Regions from separate parts of the Pan troglodytes genome. Here region 2 is linked to region 1. The links are chromatin contacts, called in public Hi-C maps. All regions are on one chromosome and are shown on one strand. The core of a region is the stretch at or near the end of the contact, and the rest is flanking DNA. Distances in the headings are between cores, read along the strand shown.

What was found. Hi-C and Micro-C count contacts between places; a contact is called where the count stands out from the background.
Region 2: a contact with region 1 is called in a Hi-C map of stem cell-derived neural progenitor cells, with 4 times the contacts expected there. The contact joins two enhancer-like sites. A contact is called at or near these places in 1 of 7 Hi-C or Micro-C datasets (stem cell-derived neural progenitor cells) and 1 of 1 other capture datasets (stem cell-derived neural stem cells).

The regions. Positions count from the first base shown.
Region 1 is chr5:109,990,448-109,996,063 of NHGRI_mPanTro3-v2.0_pri, forward strand. All of the region lies in intron 3 of LOC134810342 (a long non-coding RNA gene), which reads left to right. Among named protein-coding and RNA genes, the nearest start is that of MMS22L, 770 kb to the left of the region's middle. Within about 2 kb of position 2,959, at least 8 of the 24 cell types and tissues checked have an H3K27ac peak or open chromatin away from gene starts, as enhancers often do. A contact at or near this core is called in stem cell-derived neural progenitor cells, where this site is marked.
Region 2 is chr5:110,581,140-110,587,087 of NHGRI_mPanTro3-v2.0_pri, forward strand. No RefSeq gene overlaps it. Among named protein-coding and RNA genes, the nearest start is that of POU3F2, 190 kb to the right of the region's middle. Within about 2 kb of position 2,357, at least 10 of the 24 cell types and tissues checked have an H3K27ac peak or open chromatin away from gene starts, as enhancers often do. A contact at or near this core is called in stem cell-derived neural progenitor cells, where this site is marked.

The DNA.
Region 1 (5,616 bases), core at 1,709-4,208:
CTGTTTCTTGAGGGGGTCAGACCTGAGGGAAAGTATTGAAAGTCTAGCAAACTCAAGAATCTTTTTCTCCCTTCCCCCAGCTCCAACCCCTAACAACAGGGGAGATTCAATACTGACTGTCATGTTATCCACTGGAGAATTTTACTAATAAAATTGTATCCCTGCTCTATTCAGGGTAAGTTTACATGTTGTCACAATGATATACTTCATTCTGATTTTATTATTAAGCTGTCTCAGCAATTCATTTGAAATATAGTCATCACGTTTGAAAACTAACAAAGTTTTAATGGAAGATAGTGAAATTTTTATACAAAATAGATTTCTTCCATGACGGATTGTTATTAGCTTGGAATACTCAGTGACAAATCAGGTAGTGTAATACTAAGACACATTTAACAGCCTTTATGGTTTTCATGAGTACAGCTTAAATTATTGTCTTTCGCATTACATTCTAAATGTAGAAATAATATAGAAGATATGTATGGTTTATCAAGTGATGACCAGTGGCATATTGCATCTTGTTTAGAGTCAGTCCTCTTGTCTTATTGGGAATATATAGTTTAACAAGACACTTGCCATCATTTCCTTAACAGGGATAATAAACAGAACAATTCTGCATAAAAGCTCATATCAGCTTCTTTCATGCCTTTTCTTTTCAGAAGGCTGCCTAAGGGTTTAAGCAATTTACTGGTCTGACCCGCATCCTTTCTCTGCAGTCTGCGGTTCTTTTGTTTAACATTAGTATGTGGGCAAACAGCATTCTGAGCTGTTCAGAGCTTATCAGCCTGCGTTCAGTCAACCGGAACCCCATTCTATGTATCTAAGCGGGGCCACATTTAATACTTCACAGTGGGAGCATCTGCAGTTTCCAAAAATGACTTGTTTATCAGATAAACTCTGTCCCTATGCTGACAGATGTGGTGGATGGTGGATCTTCAGTATCATACTTCTCTAATATAGGCTTGTACAAAATATAGTGTGCTGAGGGACAGTGAGACCCACAGACCAGAGTCATGACAAGAATCATTTATGTAGACACTCTCCAGCTGCACTCAGAATTTACTTATAGGATATGGTGGGGAAGAGGCAACTCTCAGATTCTCTTTTGGAATTGAATAAATAACTAATTCTCATGTTACTAAAGTGTTAAGTAGAGGAAAGACATTTTCACTGTTAACCTATCGTTTTATGATTTCATTGGTAAACACTGTAAGGTGTCTTAGTGCCATGGTCTGATAAAAGCCAGGAGCCTGAGGGGGTTGACTGAAATATTGATCATCATGTACCCAGTGGTACCAGAATGTTAGAAAATTAGAAGAAGTGGTCTTAGGAGACTTATCTGCCATTAACCCAAGATAATGCTAATATAGTCTGTTAACTCAAGATGATCTTTTCTTTAAATTTTTATTAGGGTTTCATGAAGTTATTTTAAACATATTGAGGAACTATAAAACCCTGCTTCTAATCACTATCCCAATTTGAGATTTTATACTCTAGGCATATAGTATTATGCAGTTATTTTGAAAGCATTGCCAGTCTTTATGAATGTATGTATATATGTATACTTATGCATATGCATACATGTATACTTCCAAAAATAAACTAAGTATTTATTTAACTATAGCATTTCCTAATATTGTCTTTGTTCTCAATGGAATGAATTAAAGGATTTTTTAAATGTACATTTTTGAGATTTATTCCCAGAAGAACTCCAGTTGTGATAGAATTATCTGTACCTTACCCTGACATCTTGGCATTTCTGAGGTAGCAGCCCAAAGTGATGTTAAGTAACACAAGTATGGACAAGCTAGTGCCTTACCAAGGGGACCATTGTCACAGAACAGGAGCTGATTTTAACTGATATGGTTTGAACCTTAATGCAATTCACATTGCTTGTGGTACTCTTATAATTTAGCACATATGTTACATTTTTGCTCCTACCTATAATTACTCTTTGTATTAAAGGATTTTCACCCTAATTATTTCTCTACTAGTAGCCCCCTTCACCTCTCAGCTCCCTGCTAATTAAATACTTTTAAACATGCCTTCGTTATTAATTGTGAAGTGTTACCATAACCATATGATATAATAATTATTTGGAAGACCAATTTTTAAATTAATAACTTAAACTTTGGTATTTTCAAACAGGAATTAAGGTAATATGTAGACCAAAACATATAATATCATGAGAGGCATCTTTGAAGCCTATGTGGTCAAATCATAGGCCAGTACAATGTTATTCTTAACAAAATTATAATTAGCATAATATACAAATCAATATAATTCTAGAATGCACAATGATATATGTTTGCATTTCCATCATAACTTCCTATAGGATTTAAAGGCTTTTTTAATGTGTAATTAAATACATCCATGTAGTGTCCTTATATGGGCAGGCTTATGAAAGAAGCAGCCATTAAGAAATATATTCAATATCAGACTAGAAGACATTTGTGTGCCTTCCCTACTCTCACTAATGTGTGCTAGCCAACTGTTCATGCAGAAATTGTAACTGTTAATGAGGGTTAAAAGGAAATTTTAAATTAGGTGTCATCTTTTGACTAAGGTACCTCAAGTGTTATATTCTGTCTAATATTTATTTTCTATCTTGCCTCTTGCTCTTAACACAATCCACCACTTAAAGAAATAATAATTATTATGATATTTTTCAAACAAAACACACTCCCTCCCATTCCTGGCCCAGCACATTTCCTGGGTCTAACATTTCTGATTGCTCACTGTTTTTCCTAACACTAGATCCCGTATGTCATATGCCTTGCATGGCTGCAGACTTTGGCCTTTTCACCTGCTGTTTTGGTTGGCTTTAGATGCAAAGAGAAGACTATGAAAAAGAGAAAGGGGGAGGGAGGGAAGTTTGGAAGACTGAAGCTAAAAAAAAATGGCAAATGTTTTTAGCGCCTTCATCTAGACATGTGTCCCCTCACTCTGTGACATGGCTGCTCCAATGTTGCCATGGTGAGGATTTCTAATCATCCCTACACATGACAGGCTCCTATTTGTCTGCACTCCCTTGGGTGTAAATTTCTAGGCTTAAAAAAAAATCCATGTGAGCGTATCATCCGCCGTGCAGATGTTTCACTGCTTTAGAATATCAGGCAGCTGCTTGTGCCACCGTAGACAGCTAATTGGAGACTGCATCGTAGGAACAGAGGCGCAATTATGGCATAAATACACATCCTCTGGTGCATCATTGTATCTCTATTAACAGAAAATTTTAAACAGTGCTCAGAGTGTAATTAGTGTAGTTGATAAAGTTGTAAAACATGTAAATAAGGGAAATAGCAGGTACGTGGCCAATCCACTATCCAGCACTAGGGGATGCAGATTATTGCCTATTTAGAAATAATTAGCAAAGCTGCATTAGCAAAGCCTGTGTCCAACAGAAGCAAGGCAAACATTTATTCTGGTAACAGCTCTTTCTGTGCTAGCCATGAAAATCTACTAATATTGGTAATTTAGCCCTCATTACCAGAGGATAAAGCATGAAAAGAGCTCAGACATGAAATATGACAAGTAATATTAATTTTTATTCCAGAGGAAAGGATGCTTCCTTGGGTTGCATGCTGATTTCTCGGCAGGGTCTCAGCAGTGCGTGCGGAGGAGGCAGTGGGTAGCTGGTAGTTGAGAATTCAGGATATGGAGCTGACTCCCTGCTGGAGGTATACCCTGGGGTGGCTATGACAGTGGCTGATGAGGCATGCCACTGTTAGTGCCCAGCCAAACCTCAGGTCACAGTTCAAAACAAGCACTCAGCCATTAAACTTCAGTCCTCATGGACCTTGGAGGGTTTATGTCCTCATTCCTGCTCTTTTCCACCCTCCTAGCCCCTTTTCTCCTTACTCTCTGGCATTTTCTTTTCTCCCTTGGAATGATTTTGCAGAGCTATACAGGCAATCAGATTGATTTTTGTGCTTGCACCGCCCTTTACAACGTGCTTCTGATAATGAGCTGCTGTTGTTGAAGTGGAGAGTGTGGGAGGGGTGGTTTCAGCTGCGTCTTAGCTACGTCGTGTGCTCAGGATAAGAAATGATCCTCTGCCTCATATACATTGAAGATTGTGTCACTGAAGAATATCACCCTGTGGCCAGGAATCATGAATGGCAAAAATTTGGAGCTTGTTTCACAAATACTCTTCCTAATGAAGAAAAATGCAAAAGCACTGCGAGTTCCCCAAATCTCAATTCGTTTTCCAGACAGTGGGCTAAAAAGGCAGAATGTTTGGGGAAGAGCCACCTTTCTTGCATTAATCCCTGGCTATTAGCTTGTTCTTTGTTTTATTCTTAAAGCAGAACAAATGGCAAAAATTAAGAACCAAGACCATGAAACTAACCATATTTTCTGGCATTTATATTATTTACCATTATCTCCTTATTTTTATTATGCACAGGTACTGCTGCTTTTTATGTGCTTCTAGGCACACACACATGGAGTCCCCTTCCTGAATCTTCTGATTTGAGCCACTAGGAAAAAGTTATTAGCCAATAGCAAACTAAATTTCCACTCAGTCTGAGTTTCACAGTATGTTCAGAATGTCATAGAACATTGTGTCTTAAAAACAAAACAAACGAAAAACAGGTTGGATATTTTAGAACTTTAAAAAGTGAAAATGGTGCATTCACAAACCCATTGAAATAAAAAGAGGGATCACCTTCTTTTTGAAATATGAAGATTGAGAATCCAGGTTCTATCTTCAGAGGTTGTAGACACTCACCACCTATGGTGAGTTGTCTCCTATCCAGGAAATATTGAAAATGACATTGGTGGTGTTCATTACTGCTACAGCTTAGACTAGTGCTACTAATGAGTTGTAAGTCACTTGCGAGTACTGATCAGTATTTGTAGGGCATGGTCATGCACAAAATGCAAATGTGCACACTTACATAAATATATATGGCATCTCTCCATACCCACAAACACACACTGTAATTATTGTACTGCAGATTCTGAATTGTGAGATTGTATCTCATCCCTTTTGCTCTCCCACTTCTGAACCAAAAGTACAACCCCAACCAGGCATGAAAACATTCTTTCTTCAATTTAGCATACCCCCTTATCCACAACGAGTTGAAATTAGAATGACAATTGGAACCAGATGACTTTGATTAAAGCTCTAGTTTTAAAAAGTTCCAGTGGCCTCAGTTTTCTCAACTGTTAAGTTAAAAATATCTCCTTGTCTACCTCATATGGTTATTAAGAGAACCAAATGATATAATACATATATAAATACCCTGCAGACTGTAAATATGACCAAAATTAGTATTTATATGATTTGCTTACTAGACTAAGTTATTATTATATCACTATCACCTCACAATCACACTTGGACATTTGCCTGTGTTTTAAAATGAAGCACAAATAAGCTCAGACGTCATAAAATTTTTCTCTGATTGTGTCTGTACAGTGCCAAAACTGCTGATTCACAAATGAAATTGCAGTCAACCAACCAGATGTTTCTTCTACAGGATGCCAAATTGCCACTTTAACTCTAATTTTTATCCAAGAAACTTACTATGTGTATGGAAATTGTACAAATGCTGCATTCATCATTTTCATTTTAAATCCATGTGAGGGATCTCACATAGTTTTCATATACCT
Region 2 (5,948 bases), core at 1,107-3,606, 590 kb after region 1:
AGCCTTCAGGCACTGAGGTCTGTGGCCCTAACTGCTGGCCCTTACCTCAAAGTTTCTTTGGTAGTTTTCTTACTTAAGCTGTGAGACACATCGTATGAAAGACTGTAACTCATAACTGTGTGCGTAATTGTGCAGACATTTCAGCAAGAGGATGCTGGCTGTTTCATACTCTGCTTTAGATCTTTCAAAATAGAAACTCTCTCTCTCTACTCTCCCCTCTGCCCACCCCCCACTTGCCGCCCCACTTCATTTCTAATCAAGCTGTTACTTGCAGGCATTTTCATTATTACACGAGGAGTGTAATACACAAAAACTTGGGCTTTGTAGTCATAATATGCTGCCAGTGGTTACAGAATCCAGAGAAAATTCACTGATGACTAGAGATAAAGGTTGCGGTTTTGAACTTCTCACAATGGGCACTTTATGAATAACACCAATGGTGACAATTCTACATTAAAAGAGAATGCCTATAATTAGGCCTTGGACACACATGTTAATAAGTGAGGAACAGCTATATCTTCCCACAATAGAGCCTGATCATTTCCATCAGGGACTGAGAGTCAGAAAAATGTTTTCCTTCATTAAGTTCTACTCATTCTGTGTTGGCTTTTTAAGTTCTTCAAAATTGAGGCAGGAGAAATTTATTTGGAAGAAGAGCAGCCTCTCTATTCCCCTCCCCAAGTTAAATTCTGAGAATAAAACGATGGGCCTTAACCGTTTTCTTTAACCCCCAAGTCCCTTTGTGTGGCAATATGGCTTTCTATTGAAGGTTCCAACAGTGGGGGAGGATTCAGATCTGTGTACAGATGAAGCCCCAGTGGCAGACAAAATGAGGTTTAGTATCATAGGGTTGCAAGAATTTAAAAAAAAAAAAAAAAAAATGGAAGGTGGATAATGAAGATGAATCTGGTTAGAATTGAGAAGAGAGCTCTCGGACCTAAGAAAGCACCTTCCCTTTACAGCCATCTCCTCCCCATTGTGCTGCCGCCCACATGACATAAAAGCCCTCAGATGGAAGCCCCTATTTATCCTGAATGGCAACAGTTCATTTTTGAGATGACCACATTCAGGGTCTGTAATCAGCCACCGTAAATAATATTTTACGTTTAAAAAGTATATACATGTAGTTGTTGAGAATGAGTTAATTAAGAGGTTTCCTTGTTGTTTGTTTTGTAGTATCTTCAAATAAAAAAGTTTAACAATTAAAGATTTGATTGTATTAATCCAACTTGCCCCATTTCTATCTTTTGAAAAGGAAAATATAAAAAGACTTTGTAAGCTGAAAACAACTATAGAACAATGTAAGATGTCACCAGCATTCACCCTCCTATTGCTTTGGTCAGTCACTTCTTTTTTCAGATAAGAAAACCTGGTTTACTTGATGTTGTTGCTGTAGTTTTTAACAGAATCTTTCAACACACAAACACTAAATGGAGTCAGTGAAACACTTCTAGTAATAATTTCTTTATCTGTTTAAATTTTAATTTTCTTCTCCAAAAAAAGTGATTGATTTCAATAGTTTCAAAAAATTTTATTGAAAGTGGGAGGAGAGGCTCTTCATGTCAAGAAAAGGTGTTTTCTGAAGCCTCTGAAGAGTCCAGCATTTTATTCTTATGCCCCATGTACAGTGGGAGGGAAATTAAGAAGTTTGAATGGGAACCGAAAGAACTGTTCTTTGTGCAGCTCAGTCTCTCCTGATGTGGTATGTGTTCCAGGAAAGAGGACAGGCACTGAGACTAAACACAAAAATCAAAATGGATTTTACTCCGCCTCCAGTAAACAGCATGGCACAAAAGTCCATTGTGCTATGAGATAACTGCTAAGATGAATGGAGTTGGCTGTCACGGAGGTGATTGTGGGGCCGGTCTCTATTGGATCACAGTCCAGGACTGAATTCCTTTCTGGTTCATCAGGGTCTGTTGGTACCACAGGAAGTGTCATGATCCTTTTTTTCACTAGGGCCAGATGGTGTCCTTTTTGAGGCCTTACTAATGCCCAGTTTTCCACATGTAAAACTCCTGGGAAAATGACCTAACTCACAGCTGCTTAGTGAGGCTTGAGCAGGCCTTTAGAAAGACTTCTGTCAAGAACAAGGAGATTGTACCACTACCAGAGTAAAGGGGGAGGCTCTGGCCAGAAATGTATCAATTACAAACTATTTTTAAACGACCATCATAATTTGAATTGTGATTTGCACAATGTATGTCTTCATAGGCAGTGGCTAAAAGGATATTTCACAAAAGCAACTAATGGCTAGGGATGCTGATTGTTTTCCTAGCAGAACTTTTACCTTCCTTGAGAGCAGATGGCCTGAATAAGAAGAGAAAATGTGGTCCAGAAGGGTCGGGAAAGGACAAAAAGTGAAAGATTCCCTAGATAGCTGCAAGGAGCCTGGGGAGAGGGGAGGGATCCTAGTGTTAAAAAGAGCTGGAAAAAGTGGAAACTTTTGATGCATGTGGGTTGTGTTTACTGATGAATTGAATGATTCCCAAGAGTAGACAACTGCAGGTGTGATATTTAGAAAGCAGGATGCCTTTTCTATTAGCCGAGTTATAGTGAGAACACATCAAAGTTGTTATAGGGGTTCAGTATGAGATTCATACTGAAAGTTACTGTAGGATTTTTTCCCATCCTAAAAAGCATTAGCAATAATTACCTTTGGGATAAAGCTACTCTTAATAGCTTTATCTCTGCTTTTGAATCTTTGCTTATTTTTGTGCATTGAGTAGCAATTGGTCCTTACTTATTTGTGGGTGCATTTTACCCTATATGGGAATTTTTTTTATCCTAATTGTTTTCACCTTGTTTAAAGCGGTTCTTTTACTAGCTATAAGAGTTCTTATTAACTTTTTGATTAATTAATTTGTAACAAATGACAGATTTTTCATGTCATTTTTGAATGGTTGGTTCAAATTAAAAAAATAAATAAATAAAAAGCCTAAAGCCATATAAAAGGAGGTTTGTATTTTTTTCATCCAAACTATAGCCAAAAAAAATTGCAAACAAATGAAGCATCAGAATAATTACTGTGAGGATCTCTTTCTATAAGGTTACTTTTCTTTTTTAACCTACTTGCAAATTTGCATAACTTTCAGGTCACAAAAATCTCACCTTACTGGAGGGAGGAAGGAAAATTAATGTAAAACATTTGACTCATGTTTTCACTCAAGTGCTTAACATTAAGTCTATTGAAAGAAATGTTTCATCTCACATATTTAAACCTAACAATTGCTGTGTAGCAAATGAAAGATCAGCAACATAAGATGAAAGCAATACCTTCACAATTTTCATTGTCTAAGATTTTTTATAAAAAGACATAAGACAGTGATTAGCTATTTTTATTACTCTAATCTTAAAAAGCATCAATGTCCATAATTTGCAGATTATTGACTTTATTGTTTGTGATTGTTTCACAGAACCTTGCTTCACATATATAACTGATCACAGCTTATGCCAGGATGAGAATTGTCATAAAGTAAGGTAACATTTCATAAAAATATGTTGAGAGGCTGCCAACTTCAAAGGGTGATTGATATTTTGCTCAAATGGTGCCAGTTTAATTCACACTTTAAAATGCCCAGCTCCATGGGGAACTTGGAAATGTACATGTAGGACACTAATCTGAGAGGATAGGAGAGAAGGAAGTACATTCTCCTCTGGTTAGCAACCAGCAGCATTACAACAAAGATGCAACAACTTATTAAAGGCATAATTTGTTTATTAGCTTGTCTTTATTTTTAAACAATAATAGAACTCAGTAGAAACAGTTTTAAATATAATTCTTAAATATAGTTTTAAAAATAATTGGTAGTTATTTTGCTTTTGTTTTAAAAATGTGCCCCACTGCTGGGGCCCAGGTCAGCGGAACAAGCACAGGTATCTTGCATACCTGTACGATCCACGTAGTACCGCTAAGGCGCCCCAGAGACAGAACCAGGATTTCCTCCACTGGGTCAGTTACATGCAGCCTGGCTTTTAGCAGAAACTAGCCTGTCTCCTTCTTTTCATGGGCAGGGTTACGTTTTGTTGTGGCACAAAGAAATCCTTTCCTCCCTTGTTCACAAAGCCGCACAGCACTGGCTCTCCTTTATCAACTGCTCTTTTCTTTCTCTGAATGCTATATTTTTTTTATTTACATAAGAATTCTTGTAGATGTTTTATTTACATATGTATTCACTCATTTCAGATGAATAGAAGGAAGTGATGAAACCCTAAACCCAAAAGCACATTTTTACAAAGACTAAAAACCATCTCTGTAGCTGTCACTGTGCCAGAAAGTAACTCTAATCTTGCTTTTATCTGTCTTAATTGTTGACAATTGTCTTAATTGTCTTACTCTTCAGTGCTTGGGTAGAAATTCATAGAGTTTGCAGTGCCTTTCCAAGAGTCAAGTTTGATGGCTACTAGTTTTCTTGTGAGACAAAGAGGAAGGAAAGGGTACTATCTGAAGAAAGCCTCTCTGATTTGGGAGATGCTGTTCAGTTATTAGAATGGATCATCAAAGAAAGAAAGAACCATCCTGAGCCACATATGAGTAATCATAATACATTTATGAATTTTATCACATAACTACTAAAAAGCAAAGAGTATTCTTTTAAAACATTCACAAATTAATCTTTGACATTACTTATTTAAATAATTTTTTTCAAGAATATCCATTCATACAGAGAGTAAAAATTCAAATTGACCAGTTCAATATTTATTTGTGGCAGAAACTAGAACTTTCATATGTTTTCAATATTGTAACTTCTGGCAGTGGGAAGAGAGACTTTCTTGTTGAAAACTTTAATGTCATTTCCCAAACAAAAGACTTGGTTAATTTTGAAAATAAAAATCCTTCAGTTAGTTTTCTCATTGTGGGAATATATGTGAAATATGCTCTTCATATTTTTAAACTGTACTAAATAAGGCTTCCTGCATGTTTGAAAGTTGTGATATCTCAGAATTTATCCTATAAACTATTGACATCTTCCAAAGTTTTACTCCTGTTTTTACCGTTGTTATCAACAAATATTCATTGAAGCATCTCCTTCATCCAAGTAATGAGGCTGGACATTAGCAATTAAAACAAAAAAAAAAAAGAAGAAGAAGGAATCAGACATAGACCTCTTCTATAAGATGTCTGTGAGAACCTTCAATAATAAGTTCATTAGAAACAGGCAGTATGCGTGCTGGAGGATCTAGAAGGACCTCTTAGAAGGACGTCTTAGATATTAGCATCCAAATCCCATCACGTTCTTTTCCTGCCCTTTGATTTCTTGAAGACTGTATATACAATAGGAGCTCAATAAATGTTACTGTTGTTAAGATCTAGCTATTGTCAGCCAATCTGCCACTATAAAAATTTCACTTGACTCATTCTTTACAATATTTCTGGAAGACAGGGTTGCTATTGTGGCTGCTATTGTTTAATCTGTTTTCTTGGATTATTTGGATTACTCCAAAATCTTTTCATTAATTAAAATTGTAAAACTACTTTCAGTGAATTAATACCACAGATTTGTTAGTTCAGTCTGGGTTGTGAAAGGGTCTGAACCCAGGTCATGGGGTTAGTCTTTGGCTCATGCATCTCTTGTTCAAAACATTCATTCACCTGCAAGTTATTTAAGAAAGACCAGTTGACCATGTAGGTATCCCCATGACATGAGCATACATTAAGAAAGAAGGGGTTATAAATCCACAGATTTTGCAGCTGAAAGGAAACTTGTAGACCATCCAACAATTTCATTCTTCATAGAAGAAAAGTCAAAGTGGAGAAAGGACTTTGTCTTATTCATCTATGGTACCTGAAGCACAACAAAATCATAATAAATTATGAATCTTGGTGCTTAGTATGAAGCTAAGTATTTGCATACATGGTCTCATTCTCACCATAATATCTGAAGGGGGCGCAAATTTCTAGATTTTTGTGAACGACGAAACTGAGACTTTCAGAGATGAAGTAATAT